Linked DNA regions of Ovis aries: region 1 is linked to region 2. Evidence: chromatin contacts called from public Hi-C data. All regions are on one chromosome and are shown on one strand. Each heading gives the region's core, a stretch centred on a gene start, on an enhancer-like site or on the middle of the called end of the contact. The rest is flanking DNA. Distances are from core to core; before and after follow the strand shown. Region 1 has its middle 36 kb from the start of CD180. Region 2 has its middle 360 kb from the start of PIK3R1.

Evidence for each region. A called contact is a pair of places that touch in the nucleus more often than the background predicts.
Region 1: a contact with region 2 is called in a Hi-C map of tail adipose tissue, with 5 times the contacts expected there. The contact joins two enhancer-like sites. A contact is called at or near these places in 2 of 16 Hi-C or Micro-C datasets (mesenteric adipose tissue and tail adipose tissue).

Annotation. Positions count from the first base shown.
Region 1 is chr16:12,466,405-12,473,925 of ARS-UI_Ramb_v3.0, forward strand. No RefSeq gene overlaps it. Among named protein-coding and RNA genes, the nearest start is that of CD180, 36 kb to the right of the region's middle. Within about 2 kb of position 6,002, at least 9 of the 54 cell types and tissues checked have an H3K27ac peak or open chromatin away from gene starts, as enhancers often do. A contact at or near this core is called in tail adipose tissue, where this site is marked.
Region 2 is chr16:11,964,024-11,971,572 of ARS-UI_Ramb_v3.0, forward strand. No RefSeq gene overlaps it. Among named protein-coding and RNA genes, the nearest start is that of PIK3R1, 360 kb to the left of the region's middle. Within about 2 kb of position 4,073, at least 16 of the 54 cell types and tissues checked have an H3K27ac peak or open chromatin away from gene starts, as enhancers often do. A contact at or near this core is called in tail adipose tissue, where this site is marked.

The sequences.
Region 1 (7,521 bases), core at 4,752-7,251, 500 kb after region 2:
AACTTCACCTGGGCTATTGTTATTATAATTTTGTCACTGGCCCTCCACAGTTCCTGTTTTAATTCATTCTTTGTATCTCACAAATGAACAAATCATAGCACATCCCTGCATAAACTCACTCCCTCACCCCACTCCAGCCCAGGCATCTTTAATCTAAGCACCGTACTGGGGCCCACAAGGTCTATGAGATTTGGGCCCCACGTCCCTTTCCAAGCGCATTTCCCACCTGTTCTTTCTCAGCACTCTCCACCACCCTTGCCTTCTTTCAGCTTCCCATGTCACCATCTCCTCCTCAGGGCCTTTCTGCAAGCTCTTCCTCTGCCTGGGAGCTCTTCTTCTAGATGACCGTTCCTGCTGACCATCTGAAGCTCACATTAAGTGTCAAGCTCAACAAGGTCCTCCCTGTCGATTCAGTTTAAAATAGACCCTATCACTCTCTTATCGCACCCTTCAGTTTTATTTTTCTAAAACAATTTACCATGACATGTTAATTTATTTATTTGTGTAGTGTGTATCTTTTCACCTCAATTTGTCTCCCCACATTCCCACCTTGAAGGCAAAGTTTCAGAAGAGTCATAATTCCTATCTTAACCAGTACTGCATCTCTAAGGACTAGATGAATACCTGGCACAGAGCAGGTGCCCAGTAAAAATGTGTGAAGTGAATGAATAAATGAACAACCTAAGGCCTTGTGAATCATGGTGAACAGTTGGTGCCAGCAACATGTATTTTATAATCAGATAGACCTATGTTTGATTCTCAGTCTCAGTCCTTAGCTAATTTGAGCCCTTGGGAAAAATACTCAGCCTTAGAATATTGCTTTCTTTAGTTATAAAAATGGAGTGATTAGTTACTGCCTCATATGTTTGGTTTGATAATTAAACGAAAAAATGTTTGAAGCACTAGCACAATTCCTGGTACACAAAACTCAAGATATATTAGTTCTTTTCCCATTCCTGAGTTACTTCCACTCACCAACTAGTATCTTTATCTATGCTACAGCTGGGGAGCTATGGAATTTAGTGCTCAGAGGGCCTCAATATTAAACAAGACTTTAAAATTGGGTAAAAAAAAAAAAAGAAAGAAAGCAAATGCTACCATCTGGGATGGGTCTTTGTTCCAACTAGCTTTCTGAGATTCAGAAGGAATAGACTGTTCAGCAAATTATTCCCTGCCCTAAATTGGGACACGGAGTTAAAGACAAGGACAATTGAACAAGTCAACAAAAACTTTTATTTTGCTACAAATCAACATAGCTTGGGTCTCTAATCTTAATGCCACATTAGGGGAAAATCCTCATTAGTAAGATGTCACATAGTACACTGGAATTATAAAAGGAGCGTTAAACATAATCCCCAGTGGAGGATCCAAAATTCAAATAAATTGGTGATTATGATTTCCTAGAGCAAGTTCACTAAGTTTCCAAGTGCCTCCAACATCAAGGGAGTACATAAATTATACAAGGCTATAAAGTCTGACACAGCAAAAGTGGTTCATTCTGAAAAAGGAAATGAATTCCTTGACCTTGACTATCTAAACATCATCATTGATTTTTCTATGCTTTCCTTTGGAGTTTACAATTGAGAAGTCCCTTCATTTTGTTTCTCTTTTATTTATATTTTGGGGGATTAAGCCCATGGATACACGTTTCCTAACTTAGAAAGCGTCAGCAAAAATGCCAATAATCTCAGTTTCTGATACCTTCCGAATCATGAGGGCCCTACTTGGGATTAGGGCTCACTCTACCTGAAATACTACCTGGAAAGTAATGGACCAAAATTACACATCATCTGCTATTACAAAGAGACTGTATGAGCCTGTTGTTTTGTATTTTGGTTCCTGTTGTTTGGGGGATATATTGCTCAAGAGTATATTGGGAAAACATATGCAGCATATGTTTTCCCAAGAGATGGGCCAGCCAGCCCCAGTCAGGAGTGCAAGTGAAGCTCAGGGACTCAAAACATGCACTTTGGAGCATACTACTGAGCTTGAATCCCTATTCAACATGGAACAAAGACCCCAAAGACCCTAAAGAAAGCAATATTCTGAGACTTTGAGTATTTTTTCACATCTTACTAGCTGTGAAACCTCAGGCAAATTATTTAGCCTTTCTGCGCCCCTGTGTTCTTGTCTGTAGAACAGAATGATAAAAACATTATCCACGTTGTAGGGTTGTAATGAGGAGTAAATGAGAATTTGTAAGAAAGTCAGTAAATCTTGCTAAAGTGTTTATTAATTCAATCATAACTCAGAAAAGATTTTCAGTGCTTTTGTTCTGTGAATATGTGTCTTCAGAGGGAAGGGGAGGGATAATCGCCCCCACCATGTGTGGGGTGATGAACAGGGACTCTCTTCACCTTTTCCCACCTTGTCCCAGAAGGTGTCAGAGGTAAACATGAGTTGCCATACTTTTACTAAATAAAAAACTGGTATAAGTGAAATGAATTTAAAAAGCCAATCCCATTCACTTTAAAAATCAAAGGAGGATGCAGAAATGGAACCCAGTTCTTGGGTTTCTAGGTCTCCCTGCCTCTTTCTACAGGCATCATTATATATCATGGTCTGTTCCCAGGGCACAGATCCTGAAGGTAAGGATTGGCAAGTACAGGATATCAAAATCTCCACCTTCTGAGGCCACCATGGAGTTGAAAGAAGTCAAATAAGACATTATTCTAATACTCCTGAGAATAGAAAGCTTCCGCATGAAAAGAACCCTTTAAACTCTTTAGAGTGTCAGTCTGACGTGCCCTGCTCCTCATCGCTCACTGCCTTGCTGTGTCTTACCTTTGCCCACTAAGTACTGGGTAGTCTCTTTGAAATCTGAAAATAATTTTCAGTATATTCCATGAGAGCAGCCCATCTGCTAAGAGAAAGTTTAAATAAAACTTCTGAATAGCTTTCTTTACCATGAGACGAGGATGGCTTTAAGACTAAAGTTTCTGAGGGGGAAGAAGTGTCATTTGTGAACCCAACCTGGGTAACTACCACAGAGGGCTCTTCACAGATTCCGGGCCAGTCCAGATGAGCTATGGCTTTCTGGCACCCAGGGCAGACTCTCCTAACCAGAGGATAATCCTAGAAAGTGAGAACAAGAAAACACCGCCCTCCACCTCCCCCCACCCCGCATTCATCATGATTGTAACAAGGAAGAACCGTAATGTCAATGGTAGGAGAAAGCAGAGAAAATAAAATGTTACCAGACAGAGAGGCAGTTCGGAAAACTGCGTACTGATCATTTTTCTTCAGGACACACCACTGAGAAAAATTAAGTCTTTAACCTCTGATGGCTTCCTGTGGCAAGGCCACAGAAATCTAATTGAGAGACTCAGGTCCACAGAAATCTGCTGTCTGGTCTGGCTATAGAGTCACATGATGATAAGCCTTTGACTTGATTACCGTAAGAAACAAGGGACTGTTGCTACGACATCATTATGTAGATTGTGCACCCAAATGATACTTTTATAATCTTTATTCACTGGTCTCTCCTCCCATTGTCTCTAACAAGCAGATGAAGCAGAAACTTCAAGAGACACTGTATTCTGTTTGATTCTGGGGGACTTCCAAATACACATTGTATTTCTATTGCAGAAAAGACACAGAATTGAGTGGTGTGTAAAAGATAGAAGGGCAATGACTTCTGGTCCAGCATTGTAATATTACTGACATTGCAATACACTTTCTATCTGTGGGGTTAGATGTTAGAACCACAAAGACTTCTCACGATTCTATGCTTGCTGTTCTTTCTATCTGCCCATTGCACATTCTGAGACAGTTGGAAGTATATCTTTCCGTTTGCCCACAAAATGTAGCTCCTGTAGTATCCTACAGAATAAACCCTAGCCAAGGGATGGGGTCTCAGCACAATTTCATACTTTTCTTTCTCTGGCTACGAGCAGGTATAAACAACTTGATAAGACCTGTGGGCTTTCAGAGAAACAAGAGGCGCCTAAAAAGTCTCAAGTCTCCCTCCTGTTCTCCATTAGAGTAACTTCATTCACTGTTGCATAAACCTCCACTTCTCTTCACCCAAAAACCTCTCCATATGAAAAATGAGCTGCTTGGGCCTTCCCTAATCCTTCCAGGACAGACAGCACAGCCCTTGGCCTCTTGACCAAACAGAGCTTCTGTCAGAAGCATCCCTTCCTGTTATAGTGATCTCTTTGCAACTCTCTCTCCCCAGCTTGGCATCTGGAACCCTAGAGGCAAGCTCAGTTCTCAGTTCTCAAGAAATGTTCTCCAAATAAATGAACGGATGAACAAAGGAATCAGCTAAAGATGGGAACTGAACTGTTACGAAGCCTAGGAACATGGGGTGTTGACACCTGCTAGGAGTACAATTCTCTCATTAAGCATGAAGCTGAGGTTGCAACTGAAAATAGAGGACCCCCAGAGAAGCATGACAACATTTGACAGGTCAAAAGGACACAGATTTGGTTGTATTCGTTTAATCTTCTATGACATGCAGTTTACATAGTCTGGGGGTATAAAACTGAATAGCCAATATAGTTCTAAAATGTATCTGCAAGTGTTGCTTAGCTCAAGAAAATTATAAGTATGATAATAATAATGAAAGCAACCAATAAAGGCAATACAGGCTACTTTACTATAAAGAGTAACCATGTGAGCAGATGTTAGTTTCAGTTATGTCCTTGTTCAGGGAATGGACAGTGGGTTCCTGGATGTTCATCTTATTTAAAAATATTGACCCACACATGTCTTGAACTTAAGAGCATAATTAATGATTAATAAAATTCAATGCAGCTAGCAATAAAAAAAAAACTAAAAAGAGCAAATCTTCCTATAATGTATAATCCTCAGTCTATTATTAGAATTATTCTCTCTTTGTATGGCTCTTCAACTTAATTAGCACTCAATGTTATATCTTACTTAATATTTTTGTCTAAAGCTTAATAAAATCCTTCCTTAATACTGAAAATGGTAGACAGTGCTCAATATCTATAAGTGAGCTAAACACATAACGGAGCCTTTGATTTTAAGCAGATGTTCTGTTTATAGGATATTATGGACTCATGACCTATTTGAATCTACATAATAAACTATGTTAATTAGAAATGAAAACAAAAACAAGTTCTGCTATGTTCAGGCACAAAGCTTAAAGACTTGTGAAAAACCAGCTCAGTCCCTATTTTCCCTCATTCATAAGCAATGTCTTTCACAGTCATAAAAACTAATCCTAGTTAAAATTCAATTCAGGGGACAGAATTGAATTAACTAATGTTCTAACAACAATAAAAAGAAAAATAATTGAGTGATGACTTTCCACTTGTATAAGATTTGCTGTTTCCATGACATTAGAACCCGTATTCGTTACCAGTACTAGGATCCACTCAGCACATAGCCAGTGGAGCAGAACGCCCAGTCTGAGATGGATAAATAATCATTAGTGATGCTGACTGCATTGACGAGACCACCCAGAGTGCTCCGCATCTTTCATTCAGGAGTTAGTATGAAATCTGATCATAAACACTTCATTTTATGGCCTGCTTAGTACTTCCCTACAGAGAGCAGCACATTAGCAGGGCTGAGATTAGAATTTAAATAGAGGAAGCATTTTACCGTTAAGGCTGTAACGAAGCCTAAGAAGAGCCAGTTAGCTCCAGGTTGAGAGCTCACCCTGCACTCAAGAGGATCTTCAATCATGAAGTGAATGCCATTTTGCTGTAAGTTTTTGGAAGGACCTCTGAGTCCTGATTTAAACCTAGGATATAAGGACTATCACTCGTTACCTTCACAACTGTCCTAAACATGGATCTCATGGATGGCGATCTGTCTGTAAGGACCTTAGAGGGAAGGGCAATGTCACAGAATATAAGTTAAAGAAAGGGCTTCGTTGAGGGAAGTGGAGGCTTGCACGGCTAGGCTCACAACATTAGAGGAGGTGGGGTCACCCTCTGTCTCCACGGAGAGGGGGCCAGAGCATCCTACTAGACAAGCAGTGTGGCTTACGTCCCAGTCAAGGACCCCGAGCCCCTTTCCTCTCTGCCTCTGATAAGGCCACACAGGAGAAGGTGACACTGTTATAGGAAGAGCAGACAGGTTCCTGGTGCGAGGCGGGGCAGCTTTAGATGCCAGCTGTCTACTAGAATTATCAGGGCAAGCCAGCACCCAGCATCCAGAGATCTGAGATCCATGCAGGACTGCAGGCCACCCCACTCAGGAGAAAGGCCATGCTTCAGGTAAGGAGCTGAGCTCAGGCCTACAGCCCCTCTCCCTGGCAAGGGGAGTCCCTGGGGGCCGGCTGCATCATTGCCAAGCCACCCAGAGAGGGCACCTAAGGTCATCTGCAGACATAAATGCCTTGCATCACAATATGACCCATGAAAGTTTGCAAAAGACTGTGAAATAAAATCAGGCTAACCTAAATTCTTCACTTCCACATGCCTTGGTTTGGCTTCATTGGAATGACCCTGTTATAACTAAAGACCAACAAATTACTCTGTAGAAAGAGGGCGTCCCTTGACAGCTTTCTTTCCTTAGGACTAAGAGTACATATTTCTCTACCAAGCAATCCTTTGCCTCCTTTCATTTTGTAATTTATTACACTAGGACCAATACTAGGGGAAAAAACTGTGGTGTAGGTCACAGTTGTCATCAGAGCTCCCCATTCGCACACTGCTGCCACCCTCCCTGGGCCAAGATTCTTGCGTCACCCATTCTGGTCTCAGCTTCAGGGCACTAACCTCCCAACTTAACCTCCTTTCACCAACAAAGTTGCCTGCTTCGAGCCCCAGCCTCTAACAATAAATGCTGGTTTCCTACACAGGGAAATTAACTCTATTAAATTGTTTCACTTTCTAGGGTGCAGTGAATTGAGTGGTGATGAATATTCTATGCACTGAGAGGATATTTTTATCAGGGAAAGCTTCTTCTTTTCTGTCTGTGGTCCTTTCACACTTGAATTCAGCTTGGCTTGCTGCCACAGAGCAAAACAGACTGCAACAACCGATGAGCCCTCACATAACTGAGTCCTTCGGCTCAGTCTGCATCAGTCTTTTCCCCCATCTAGATCTTCCAGCTCCTCCAGTTCACTTTTGCCATTATTTATTGTGCATGTCATTGTTAAAGAACATTTCCTTCCCTTTATGGAATGAGGTTGTGCATAAGTAAGCTAATGATAAATGTGCCCTCAGATGTTGCTCCCTAGTTTTTGGTGTATGTGAATCTCAAAAATGAAACCAGAACTGCCATATGACCCAACAATCCCACTGCTGGGCATACACATTGAGGAAACAAGAATTGAGAGAGACACGGGTACCCCAATGTTCATTGCAGCACTGTTTACAATAGCTAGGACATGGAAGCAACCTAGACGTCAATTGGCAGATGACTGGATAAGAAAGTTGTGATACACGTACACAATGGAATATTACTCAGCTATTAAAAAGAACACATTTAAGTCAGTTCTAATGAGGTGGATGAGACTAGAGCCTATTATACAGAGTGAGGTAAATCAGAAAGAGAAACACCAATACAGTATATTAATGCATGTATATGGAATTT
Region 2 (7,549 bases), core at 2,823-5,322:
AAAAGGATTTGTGAATACAGCATAAAGTGTTATCAAGCAAGCATTACTTGATCAAGATGAATTAAGCAGTCTCAACTCTTAAAAATCAAATACCCTGATAATCATGTACTTGTTTATGGGTGAAAACACACCCATTGAGGTCTGTCTAGGGGTGAGGGGTAACTGGTAAGTGATGCTAGAGAAGCAATTTTTGAGGAAAGAGCAATAAAACATATCTCCATGCCCTGTCAGGTATGTTAAACTCATCTTAGATTACAAGTGTAGGAGTTGAGTGGAGGGTTGGGATGGCTTCTATCAGAAGCAAAGTGGTGCTCACTCTGACCATCTCCATCTAATTCAGATGAGAGGGTGAGACCCTGGCTCTCATGCTTCTGGTCTATTTTCTAAACTTCAGCCTTTATTCTCTCATTATCACTTCCTAGGAAGTCCAATAAGGAAACAAATTGAAGGTGAGATTAGAAAATTGCTTGTTTTCAAATGAAAATAAGATGGCCTGATAGTTTTCATCCATCTAATGAGTCTCAGTTCAAATATGAATATAAAAATATAGTTAAAATTGTCTGAAATGTGACCACTTTTTAATGTCACTCTACAAATGTACATGGTGGTTCTTAAGTCCCACCTGCTAAAGTGTGAGAAGGCCAGTCTTATAGATCCCTCTCTAAATATTTCCAGAAACTTATCAAGATATTCACATGCCCCCAAATTAGATTTTGCTGTATCTTGCCATTGCTGGCCAACCAAACCAGTGCGTTGGAATCTCTGAAGTTAAAGCTACTGTGACAGCCACTTTCAAAGAGTTGTAAGCTCAAGGTTCCTGTTCATGGTGCCCATGGTGGAGAAACTGGATGATGACTGTGCCTTATGGCTGGAGATCTTGCCACCACTCTCGCAAAGTGACAAGGGGACACTCAGTTTTAAGCTAAGCTTGGTGCTGGGGAGGGGTTCTCAGTAAGGTTATTTGAGTCCTGGTAGCCAACTGGGACTATTCAGACTATAGCCAAAGCTCCGTGTACCTAATGCTGCATTTCTTTCAGTGAACACACACACCTCTCTTCCCAAAAACAATGCAAGGGTGTCTGGATCAAGATGACTTGTGGAGTCCTTTATCATGTATAATCTGGAACTGTCACTCTCCCACAATGCTCAAGCCTGTTTCTGGTTTGGGTTCACTTTTCAAAGATTTTTTTTCCTTGTTGGGACCACCTCAATAAGCTGATACAATGGGTGACTGAATTCCAGGGTGAACAGGTTTCAGTTTCAGGATGCTCCTCAGGCCCAGTGGCAATCAGTGGGTGCAAACAGAACTGGGGGAGATGGGACATCACCTTCCTCTGCTCACCAGAGCTGGGTGAGCCTGGCCAACGCCCCTGTTGCTGTTCTCACACCACTACAGCTTCCGTCTTGTCTTATGGATGTGGCGAGTGCCTTTTTGCTTCAGGGACTTGGCACTTACTTTCCTCTTCTAGGGCCTCTGTCCTCTGCTCACCATTCATTCCTTCAAGGCTCAGCTTAACTATCACCTCCTCGGAGAACCAGTTTCTCGGTCTGCAGTATATTGCCCTCTCTAACGCTTTTCGCAATCTACATCTTTGTTGTTTATTTACTTGCTTCCTCATTTCATGGAAATGCCGTGAAAGCAGCAGCCTGGCCTGTTGCTGCTGTATCTCTGGGCCTGGCGGGGTGAATGGCAGAAAGATCAGCAACAGTCCACAGTGATAGGGCACTTAAGAGTCGCCATGTATTGTGCTGAGCCAGCTTCTGTGTACTGGCTCATCTAATCTTAAGCACAGCACGGGAAACAAGTGCTAGTACGCTATCCTTTATAGGGGAACTGAGCCTGGGTATGTGTAGTGACTAGTCCAAGGCACGGAACTACTGTGTGCTGGTATTGGACTTCGCTGGTGGCTCCGATAGAATCTGCCTGTGATACAGTAGAACAAGGTTCGATTCCTGGGTCAGGAAGATCCCCTGGAGAAGAGAATGGGAATCCACTCCACTATTCTTGCCTAGAGAATCCCATGGACAGAGGAGCCTGGAGTGCTATGGTCCATAGGGTAGCAAAGAGTCAGACACAACTGAGCAACTAACACTTTAACTTTTTCACTTTTCGTTGGGATGAAAACCCAGACAGCCTGACTGCAGAGTTCATGCACTTAATGACTGTGTCATACAGCCTCCTAAATTACTGTACAATAGTCATTTTGCCCTATTCCAGGCATAAAGCAAAAGAATAACACGTTCTGCTCATGCTCACATTTGAGAACACAGCCGCCTTGGCACACATTCGGAGAGCATGTCTCTAGAACACCAATTCTAGTGGAGAATATGCATGGGCAATGAACACCTCTTAGGCACTGGCCTTGCCAGATATTAAAACCTATAATTTATTACACATATATAACTTCATGAGCCCCATTTCCTTCATCAACACATTCTAGGTTTAGAATATGGATGTGAAAACCACTGCCTGGGTTCAAATCCTGGCTCTGCAACTCACTAGATAGGCAAACTTGGGCAAATTTGCTAAACCTCTCTGTATCTTTCAGAGGATTATTGTGAAAAGCAAATGGATTAGTACATGTAAACCACTTAAAACATTTAAGAACCATTAGCTATTATTGTTCGGAGAAGGCAATGGCACCCTACTCCAGTACTCTTGCCTGGAAAATCCCATGGATGGAGGAGCCTGATAGGCTGCAGTCCATGGGGTTGCTAAAAGTCAGACACGACTGAACAACTTCACTTTCACTTTTCACTTTCACGCATTGGAGAAGTAAATGGCAACCCACTCCAGTGTTCTTGCCTAGAGAATCCCAGGGACAGCAGAGCCTGGTGGGCTGCCGTCTCTGGGGTCACACAGTGTCAGACATGACTAAAGCGACTTAGCAGCAGCAGCAGCAGCAGCAGCAGCAGCAGCAGCAGCAGCAGCAGCAGCAGCAGCAGCAGCAATTGTTGTTAGCATTTCAAGTCTTTGTGTGACTAGTTTTCAAATGCTATTGCATTCGATGTAGTTAAATCTTACAAAAGCCCTTTGAGGTAGGTACTGTAATTATCCCTTTCTGCACATAGGAAGCTGGAGCTTAGAGGGGGTTTTCGAACCTGGCCACATGTCAAGTACTCAGTAAAAGATGGAACTATGGTTTGGTCCCATCAGTGAACTACACAGTTTAAGCTTTCAGCTGCACATTACTCTGCCTTTTCTCATTTGATTCTAAAGATGCAATCATAGACCAAGGTTAAACTGTGATCCCAGCGCCTTTTACCATTTCAAAAGTTACCTCTGTATTTATTTGCTTGTTTAAAAAAAACACAAAAAACAGCTACTATTTCCACACCACCCCACCTCCAGTATGACATCTTACTTTGGGGAAGAATGTCCTGGGTTATCAGAGGCATCAAAAGATGTTTCAGCCCCACATTTTAAGACCCATATGGACATATTCTCTCTAGAACAACAGGTGGCTGGTAGCAGGGGGTTCAGTTCAGTTCAGTCGCTCAGTCGTGTCTGACTCTTTGAAACCCTATGGACTGCATCATGCCAGACTCCCCTGTTCATCACCAACTCCTGGGGCTTGCTCAAACTCATGTCCATCGAGTTGGTGATGCCACCCAACCACCTCCTCCTCTGCCATCCCCTTCTCCTCCTGCCTTCAATGTTTCCCAGCATCAGGGTCATTTCAGAATCTAGTAGCAGAGGGACTCTCTTGTAATAAGTTCTCCCGTCCATCTTCCAATGCACAGATGATTGCCAGTGGCTTTTTTCCTCCCCATGAGTAAGCCTTCTTAGTGCTCTTGTAATGGGTGGTGTCTGTTCTGATATTAAAACTGATTTCTTTTCTTCATTGTGTGTGTGTGTGTGTGTGTGTGTGTGTGCGTATTATGCCTGGTGCTTCTTCAATACCCACTGCCACATAGCCACCAGCTTCCTCTGCACTTAATGCCTCTTTCTTGCTCCTCACATGACAGGGCAGCAGCCTGCCTGGACTTGGGAGGGGCTGGGAAGGGATTTTTTTGTTGCTGCCTGTGATACATTATTTCCTTTCCCCAGAAAAGGATTCCTCCAATGCTGTCTCCTGGGGACACGTTGCTGCTCTTGCCTGGAGCTGCCCTGGTTACTTGGTCTGGGCTCATGCACAGCTCTAATTCAATTTATAATGCAGTTACATAACTGTTCCCAGTCTCCAGTTGACCTTGATGTCAAGCAGCGGTCAAGTTGTACCAGCCCGGGGAAAGGAGGAGGGATCTCTGGTCAGCCCTTGAGAACATTTTAGCTGGGGTTCTGGAACGGAATGTGGCACAGAAAGGCCAAACCAGACCAGTAAATTGTTTGGAAGGGGAAAAGCAAGGGTTGTTGATTTCTGTAAGATGGATGCTGTTGACTCTTAGGGTGATCCTGTGTCACTCGGTATCATGAGAGCTGTCCTCTTACCAAAGATAAGCGGGCTGTCTTCTTCCTTGTGAACTGCTGTTAGCAAATAAGCCTTTGGCCTTAGGGGAAGTGCTCCTAGGAGTGTCTTCAGCTTGGAACGCTCTCAAGGACAGACTTTCAGCACATTGTTTTCCAGAGAGTCCTGGTTCTATTCAGTTCTAAACAGTGACAAGAATAACCAAGTTCTGAGACTTTTGCTTCTGGTCTGAATAAACGAAGGAAAGCCAGGGGTTTCAACATGAAATAAAAACTACATCAAGACTGAACAGATCAGTCGAAATTTCAGAAATTCAATAGTATGAAAGCTCTCTGAGAGCAGGGGCTTTGTTTATTTTGTTTGCTGTTATATGCTCACACTGCAAAAAGTATCTGGCCCAAAATAGAGACTCAGAGAATAGTTGTTGAATGATGCCTCACAGAAGCATAACATGATTTATGGGTTGTGGCAAATGACTTTTTTCTAGTTTATTCACCCAAGGCTATCACACAAGATGTTTTCAGAACTCTATTCTACATAGTTTAATCATATATGTCTGCATATATGTATGTGTGTGTGTGTGTATAGTGAAAATGTAATGTTAAACATTGTACAAATTTATATTTATGTTGTAAATATATTTTTACATGTATATATATATGTGTGTGTGTGTGTGTGTATGTTGTCAGTCCTAAAGGAAATCAACCCTGAATGTTCATTGGAAGGACTGATGCTGAAGCTGAATCTCCAATACTTTGGCCACCTGATATGAAGAGGTGATTCATTAGAAAAGACCCTGATGCTGGGAAATATTGCAGGCAGGAGGCAAAGGGGATGACAGAGGAAGAGGTGGTTGGATGGCATCACTGACTCAACGGATATATGAGTTTGAGTAAGATTTGGGAGATGGTGAAGGACAGGGAAGCCTGGCATGCTGCAATCCATGGGGCTGCAAAGAGTCAGACACGACTGAGCGACTGAACACCAACATACGTATATGTATATATACATGACCCTTAACTGGTCATCCATGATCAGTACGCTGATTGATTGTGCCCAGATTTAGCAGTTCTGCCTTAGTCATAGCTTACTCACACTGATTTGGTTTCCCCATCAGCAGGACTAGCTTCGTGGGTGTGCTCTTGTACAGTTGTCAGGACCCCTTGCTTAGAAGCACCCTGTACTTATGTTTCATGCTCTGTCATCCTATTGAAATTCTTAATAATTTTTGAACAGAAGGACCCCATTTTCATTTTGCATTGGACCATACAAATTATGTAGCTAAGCCTGTCAAAAGTCCAGAGAGAGCTACTGTAGAGAAACACCATTTCATACCACCTACCGGTGCTAACAGCCCTTGGTAAGAAAAAAACAGCTGCTTATTGAGCAAGTCAACCGCTAGTATAATATACATGTTGAGAAGGGAATAGTCTGCTGTTTCCAAATCACTAAGAGATATTAACGGATCCATTAACCTTACAAGTGGCAGATGCACAATACACATATACTTTGAGAAAAGAATAATCAGGGAAATAACTCATGAATTCACTGGCACTTCTTCTCTGCCACAATCTAGCTATCTCTGCTTTTACTATCTTTATGAACGAAGATTCTACCAATTTTTCTACCAAATATTTTTAAGTCATTTATACTATCAACCTTTACCTTTTCTTTTCTTTTTTTTTTTTCCCTTTACCTTTCCTTACAACACAAATGCCTCAGATCCCATCTGCCTATACTGCTTAAATTCTACCACATTTCAGTACTTGGTCAAAATCAATTTGGCACTTTAATACACGCTATCTAGTGCTTCAAGAGTAGGGTTTCCATATCAAATTAGTTCCACTATCTTCCTTCCCAGGAAGGACAACACACATAATGTTAATTTTTCTAATAGTGCATAACCCGGACTAGGCACATAGAGCCACTGAGCAAACATCTAATTCTGTAAATTTAACTAACTTTAAGCCAACTAGTAATTTCCTAGGTATCACACACTAACATCCACCTAATAACTTTTACTTTATTACATATATTTTCAGTGTAAAAGTTAAACTTTCTAAATATCTGTTTTTGCTTAAATAAGGTTTTTAAGTTGCCATGATATTATCAGAAGACAATAGCCTACGCTTGTTGGTTGTGTAAGAATGAATTCACGGAATAAGCAAACAAGCAAAACACTATAGAAATAGATTCATAAATACAGAGAATAAACTGGTAGATACCAGGGGAGGGGGTGGTGAGAGGACAAAGGAAATTATTTCATACTGTGTAAAATATCAAATCACTGTTTTTAATACTTGAAACAAATATAGTATTATATGTTAATCATAACTCACTTGGAAAAAATAAATTCAAACCTTTTTGTTGCCCAAACTAGAGAGCTAAAGAAATGTTAAGAAAAACAAGCCATTGAAATAATGGAGGTGGTCTTTTTGTAGATTTTCCAAAAAAACTGCCCCAATTTTCCCAATTTTCCCCCAATTTTCCCAATTTTAATTCTCCCAATTTCAAAGCACAACAGCTGCTCAGGCCGAAAGTTGCTGGACCATTTAGCACTCACTTGAATCTCATAAAGTTTCCCATGTTTATAATTTCAAAGGATATTTTATGACGATCTAAATACTTATTTATTTATTAAAATGTCAAGTCACTCAGTGCGTTGGCTGATCAGAGCAGTCTGATTCTAAGGCACATCTTGATGTGAAGCAATGATGTTGCTTGAAGTCAAACTGGGGCCAGAGCCTCACAGCCAGATAGTTCTTAATTGCTTTATTTTCTAGATAGGAATTTTCTGAAATATATTTTCTTTGCAATGGAGAAAAATTTTTAAAGCTTTGCTTTCACTTCACAGTGAAAATAAGAAACAGGCAGATGGAAAATAACGAGTTTCCTCAATACTGTCTTGGCGGGAGAAATATATTTTTTTTAAGACTCCACCTTTTTCTACATATTCCAGCAACACCAAACTCCTGTTTTTCATTAGTTTGACTCTTGTTAGCTCCACTTAGCTACTCCTCGCTAGACAGAGGGGATCACAGATGGAACGCTGTCCTACCAGGATGCTCAGGCAGTAAGCATGTTCTCAAACTTGGACACAGATAGAGAATCTAACATTCCAACTCACGCTGTCACATACA